Linked DNA regions of Pan troglodytes: region 2 is linked to region 1. A link is a contact called in public Hi-C data. All regions are on one chromosome and are shown on one strand. The core of a region is the stretch at or near the end of the contact, and the rest is flanking DNA. Distances in the headings are between cores, read along the strand shown.

What was found. A called contact is a pair of places that touch in the nucleus more often than the background predicts.
Region 2: a Hi-C map of stem cell-derived neural progenitor cells shows a contact between it and region 1, with 8 times the contacts expected there. The contact joins two enhancer-like sites. A contact is called at or near these places in 4 of 7 Hi-C or Micro-C datasets (blood, induced pluripotent stem cells and stem cell-derived neural progenitor cells) and 1 of 1 other capture datasets (stem cell-derived neural stem cells).

The regions. Positions count from the first base shown.
Region 1 is chr4:57,133,195-57,136,491 of NHGRI_mPanTro3-v2.0_pri, forward strand. No RefSeq gene overlaps it. Among named protein-coding and RNA genes, the nearest start is that of ACTBL2, 16 kb to the right of the region's middle. Within about 2 kb of position 1,492, at least 4 of the 24 cell types and tissues checked have an H3K27ac peak or open chromatin away from gene starts, as enhancers often do.
Region 2 is chr4:57,329,222-57,332,518 of NHGRI_mPanTro3-v2.0_pri, forward strand. No RefSeq gene overlaps it. Among named protein-coding and RNA genes, the nearest start is that of GPBP1, 130 kb to the right of the region's middle. Within about 2 kb of position 1,685, at least 4 of the 24 cell types and tissues checked have an H3K27ac peak or open chromatin away from gene starts, as enhancers often do.

The sequences.
Region 1 (3,297 bases), core at 242-2,741:
TGCACCCCAGATTTAAGGCTCACAAGTTGGACCGAGTGATCTCCACCATCCTTCTATAATTCTTTGAGCCTTTTTCATCGACTAAAACAATTTTCAAGTATAACCCCCTTTTGCTTTTCTCCTTCCCATCATTCATATTCAGCCAGGCTAGTTAAAATCAAAAGGAATAAAAAGTAACAAAAGTATATATGTGTGGCTATTATTAATAGGAAGCTATAATTTGAAAACCTCAATCTTCTCATTTGGAGGTAAGATGTGCAATGTCTTTACATGTATCTTTGTCTTTTCAGCTTCATTTCTTTCTCCTCCAGAAAAAGTATCCCCCAAGCAAACAAATAAAAAGTAGAATATATTTAAATTATAAGTAGAGAGGCCGAGGTGGGCAGATCACTTGAGGTCAGGAGTTCGAGATCAGCCTGGTGAACATGGTGAAACCCCGTCTCTACTAAAAATACAAAAATTAGCCGGGCATGGTGGCAGGCACCTGTAATCCCAGCTGCTTGGGAGGCTGAGGCAGGAAAATTGCTTAAACCCAGGAGGCAGAGGTTATAGTGAGCCAAGATTGCACCACTACACTCCAGCCTGAGTGACAGAACAGGACTCCATCTCAAAAAAAAAGAAAAAGAAAAGAAAAAATATAAGTAGATATGCTTTAATTTAACCATCCCTACAAAATTAAATGATAGTAATACAGGGGCTAATCTTTGGAGATAAGTAAAACAACCTAATTCAGTGGTTCTCAGCCAGGGCTGATTTTGCCCCCCCGGGAAATATTTGGCAATATCTGGAGACATTTTTGGTTGTCATGACTGAGGTGGGGAGGGGAGAAGTACCACTGGAATCTAGTGGGTGGGTAAAAGCCAAGGATGCTGCTAAACATCTTTCAATGCACAGCTCCCTACCACAAAGAATTATGCAGCCCAAAATGTCAATCATGTCAATGCGAGAAACCCTGGTCTAGAGATACCAACAGACCTAGATATACAAAACCATTATTTTTCCATACAACAGAGAAAGCCATGTATTCTCATTAATAAATAGTAGACTCACTAAGCCAAGCAGTCACATAAATAGCACAGTAAAGGTACTATGTAAATTTGAAAGCCAAGACTAAACAGGCAGGACTTGCAGCTTTTCCATAGGTTTTTTTTTTTTTTTTTTTAACCAGTTAGGCACTAAAGAATGTTGCTGCCATCTAGAGGATAGAAAGAGAATCCCAAAAGCACCGTGTTCCTAGCTCCAAGGGCACAAGGTCCAAGCCCTGCAGGCACACTACGCACTCATTTCCCACGTTCCTACACTGAAAAGAAAAAAAAATACTTTGAGTTTTGTGACAAGCAATTGTTTAAAATTAAAAATACATCTATGTGACTCAGAATCTACAGTGCCTTCAGTTAATTTGTTTTCTCCATTTCACGTGTGTGGTATGAAACTGAAAGTCCAGGTTTCTGATAAAGATAACAGATGTTTGCTGGCTGCTTTTATTTTCATATTTAGTTAGGGTAGAAAGAGGAGGGTCAATCAGTGGCCTCAGAACTCTCTGATAGGACCTCTCTTTCCACACACCCTTTTCTTTGGGTCATAGCAAGACAACAATAAGCTCTAGGGAAATTATAAATCAAGAGAACTCCTTGCCTTCTTAAAAAAAAATAGGAAACTTTAATAATTAAATCAACTCTAATTAAAGGAAAATCAAGAAGAACCAGGGTTCAGAAGACAGAGGTGTTCCACCAGCCAAACATGCTGTTATTCCTACATGCACACACACAGAGAACCCATGAGGATAACAGAGCCAAAAGGACTTCTCTAAGAGCTTTGAGAAGAGCATAGAGAGGGATTTTGCACTTCCGTCCTGTAGTTTTTGGAGAAGCTGGCTCTTGGGCTGCAGGAGTATAGTGTACCAGAGTTATAGGCCCCCTTTCCATTCTTAGCGGTGGTCTTTCTCAAGCTTCTTCATGGCTGCATGGGCTGAACTTTGGTTATTTTTCATGCACCAGAGGTAGAAAGCTTCCAATTCCTTTAACACAAGGGTTCCAAAACATCTCAAAATGATGCAAAAACTTATTTTGAGCTTCACAACATGCCTTTGAAATAGGTGTGAATTCTATTTCTGTGTTTTAGGCAAAGAAACTGTTGTTTAAAAAGACTAGGACATTTTATTCTGACTGGCCCATCAAGTCCTGCAGATCCCAGTCCAGTTCATCATTCAGTTTGCAGCTGCATAAAATCAGATGGCTCTTCCTCCTCACTATTTTAATGGAGCATCCTTTCCCACTTCCCACCTCTACCCTTGCTGGGGTCCTGCAAATACTACTATCCAGACCTTATTTTATTCCAAGGGAAAAGGTTGAGGGAACTACCATCAGAGCAAGAGAAGAGAAACCCATGTTATTACTAAGACATGATTCCACAATTGGCCAAAAAGAATTATCTGATAATCCATGTGACCTCTTTTATAGCCATCAGACTACAAGTCAATGGATGGAGGATGGATGGATGGATGGATGGATGGACGGATGGATGGGTGGATGGAGAGAAATAGGCAAGGCATGAAATTTCCATTAGCATTCCAGCATTTCTATGAATTTCCTATAGCCCAATCCTCCTAAACAAAGAATCTCATGCAATATTACCTGAGAAAGCACTATCTTGAAGAAATGCAAGGTGTTATTTAAAATAGACACTGTTAGTAACATTTACATTATATTAAATATTAATGTTTTGGGGATACAAAAAATTGTCTATTTACCTACTTCATGGAGTTATTGTCAGAATTGAGTGAGATACAGCAAGAGAAAGCTCTTAAAAGTTCATAAGCAGCACTCTGCATATATAACATGTCACTGTTATTGTCAAATACAGTAAGATAAATTGTCACAAAGTCATTTTCCCAAAGGTGATGTCATGTCTCCATAGACATGGATGTTTATTTCTTCAAGGATCACATATTCTGAGCACCCACCCAATAAAAGCAAACATGATTTGATAAGTAGACAGGATAATTTAAAATTGGCACTACCCTCCACCCAATTTCAGAATATTGTATCTAGTCCAATTCATTAAATTATTTTACCTTATAGAAGGAAAGGACCTATAAAAGATATGTACCATAAGCTCCTCTTTATCAATTTATTTCTTGCTTATGTTTTATATAATTTAGAGGAAATGTTCGTGATATGGATGTGTGAGAAAGCAAGATACAAAATTTAACATACATAAAGGTCTCAACTGTGTATGTAAAAACAAGAATAGTGATTATCTCTGGATGGTAAGATTACCAAAAGATTTTTTCTGCTT
Region 2 (3,297 bases), core at 435-2,934, 200 kb after region 1:
ACTCACACAATCACAAGATCAAGTCCCACAATAGGCTGTCTGCAAGCTGGGGAGCAAGGAAGCCAGTCCAAGTCCCAAAACCTCAAAACTAGGGAAGCTGACAGTGCAGCCTTCACTGTGTGGCCCAAGGCCCAAGAGCCCCTGGCAAACCACTGATGTAAGTCAAACAGTCCAAAAGTTGAAGAACTTGGAGTCCGACGTTTGAGGGCAGGAAGCATCCAGCATTGGAGAAAGATGAAGACTGGAAGACTCTGCCAGTCTAGTCCTTCCACATTCTTCCTGCTTTAATCTAGCCACGCTGGCAGCTGATTAGATTGTGGCCACCCAGACTGAGAGTGGGCCTGCCTCTCCCGGTCCACTGACTCAAATGTTCATCTCCTTTGGCATAGACACAGCCAGGAACAATACTTTGCATCCTTTAATCCAGTCAAGTTGACACTCAATATTAACCATCACAGGCAGTTACAAATGTGATCCCGTAAAAGAATATGGAGCATGGTGATCTACTTGCTTCAAATCAGATCCAGAGATGCACTTCTGGGCTCACTTCCAGGCTCACTTCTTCATTTTACAAATGAGGAAACAGAGTTTACATGGTCTGTTCAAGGCCACACAGCTCATGGCTAAATGACACCATAACCCAATACTCTGGGCTCTGATGGCACCTCAGCAGCACTTACCAGAAAGCATCACGTGGTACCAAGTCCCATATGAGTCCTAGCTGATATATATATCTCCCGGGTGCTAATTCCCAGAGTCAGCAGAGGAAATAGGCTAAGGTGATTTAGAATAAAATATCTAGCCAAACAAAATTTAGCCTTTGCTTATATGGAACGTCCCTCAGGACAGTGCAAGGTCACCCCTGTGAACACGCTTACTTGAATAGGACCCCTAGAGTTCTCCTATCACCTGGAGGGCAGGAGGAGGTCTTGGCAGAATCTTTATTAACTTAGAGACTGATACGGTTTGGCAGTGTCACCACCCAAATCTCATCTTGAATTATAGCTTCCATAATTCCCACATGTTGTGGGAGGGACCCAGTGGGAGATAATTGGATCATGGGGGCAGTTTCCCCCATGCTGTTCTCGCGGTAGTGACTAAGTCTCGGGAGATATGTTGGTTTTATAAGAGGAAATCCCTTTTGCTTGATTCTCTTTTCTCTCTTGTGTGCCTTTCACCTTCCGCCATGATTGTGAGGCCTCCCCAGCCACGTGGAACTGTGAGTCCATTAAACCTCTTTTTCTTTATAAATTACCCACTCTCGGATATGTCTTTATAAGCAGTGTGAAAACAGACTAATACAGAGACCCAGCGGGTGGAGACCTCCAGCTCCTCATCCCTCAAGATACAGGAAGTGAGCTGTTCAAGCCGCCTGTTCCCCGACGAGGTGCGTGGTTTTGGAGATTAATGTTAGCGGTCTTTGTGGGAGGCACTAGGAGGGCTCCCTTTAAGAAGCCCAGAGTGCGGAAACACTGATTGTGGTATGTGAATGTGCTCCATGAGAAGATGGCAGGTATCGGAACGTGTGGAGGAAACTGAAACGTAAAGACAGCGTAAAGATTGAAACTACCATTCAGGTAAAAGCAGCCTGACAGCAGACATGCCTTTTTAGAGGATGTTTAACAAACACATCAGGTGTTCAGGAAAACAATCTTTCGGCCTTACTAAATTTTGTGCAGACGCTCCTCCGAACAGTGGTTTGCTGCCCCCTAGTGTTCGTTTTTTATTTAAAAAGTTTAACACACCCTGATTAGAGTCTCTTTCCTTTTCTTCTCAGCCTCTCCAAAGAGAATCATCTCTTGACTGTCACTGCAATAGCCAAATTAAACCACAAATTATGTGAAATTAAAAGCATGGGTGTTTTTATCAACACAGAGCCCCTGTATGACAGTTGTTTAGAACAGAAACATGCTCTTTTTGCCTCTCCTCCAACCACCACCCACTCCACTACCATGATCAGTAAGGTGGGAAGGAATCCAAAGGGCCATAGGACAAAGCCAGAACCACAAAAGTCACCCTTTCTGTCCCTCCAGCAGGGACTTTTTAAGGAGAGGGCAACTCTCTACCTGAGGGAAGCCATTAGCTATCCCGGAGGTTTCCAAACTGGTTACTGGGGGAGCAGTGTCTAAAATACATAGTTCTGAGTCTTAGCCCCAGCGCTGTCTTTTAAAACATTTTATGTTTTTATATACAAAAAGCCTTCTTGTATTCTTTGTATTTGCATTTTAACAATGTGCATATGTCATTCTATTTAAAATTACTTATTTAAGAAAATGACTGCTATGGCATTTCTTCTTGGACACCAAATTTAAACATTTTTTTATATGCTGCACTATTAGGCAAAGGTGATACTGATGCTTTCTCTGACGCCAGGGAGTTTCCAAACCTTGGAAAGCTCTTTGGCCCCCTCTGCTGGTGAGTGATACACTTGTAAAAGAATATCAAAGTCCACTACTGGTGCCTTAGCCAAGAACCTCACCTAAGCTGACAAACATTTGTTGAGGAGTTTCATTTCTGTGAAAGATCCCATTAAGCTCTCCAGGTGTGTTCTACATTCACTGCCTAAGTCAGAGGAAGAGCCATTTCCACTTCATGTTTCTGTAAATTCTAAAGGCCTTTTCTTTCTTCAGCCAATATTTTCATATGCTCAACCAAAATCTTTTCTGAAACTCAGAGATGCCTTTCTCTCATGCTGGAACTATAAATAAAACACCAAATACAGGTTGAGCATCCTTTAGTCGAAATTCTTGGGACTGCTTGGGACCAGAAGTATTTGGCATTTCAAAACGTTTTGGGTTTTGGAATTCTTACATTACACTAGCTAAGCATCCCCAGTAGGAAAATCTGAAATGCCCCAAGGAGCATTTATTTTATGCTGGCCATCATTCAAAAAGTTTTAGATTTTGGGCCTTTTGGATTTCAGATTTTGAGACTAGGCATACTCAATATGTAGTAAATTTCTAACTTTTTCTTGCTTATCAGGTAAGTTCCAGGGGACAGAAACAAGCTCTCTGAAGACTCTCATTAATCTTTGCTGTCCGAAGCTACCTTCTCCATCTCCTGCTCACCTGGGAGGACTCCCTGGAGGAAGCCAGGAAAGGTGAAAATCCATGTATCTCTTCACATTTGGAGAACAAAGGGAATTCAAGAACAATTTTATGGATTTTCTTTGTTTTTTATTAATTAAGACATGCCTGTTTTAAATTAGACAATAATTTTTTAAATATCCTTCAGATTATAAAATGTAAATTGTCGTGGCCTCTTTTAAAGGCAATTCTACAGAATATACTGTAGTCT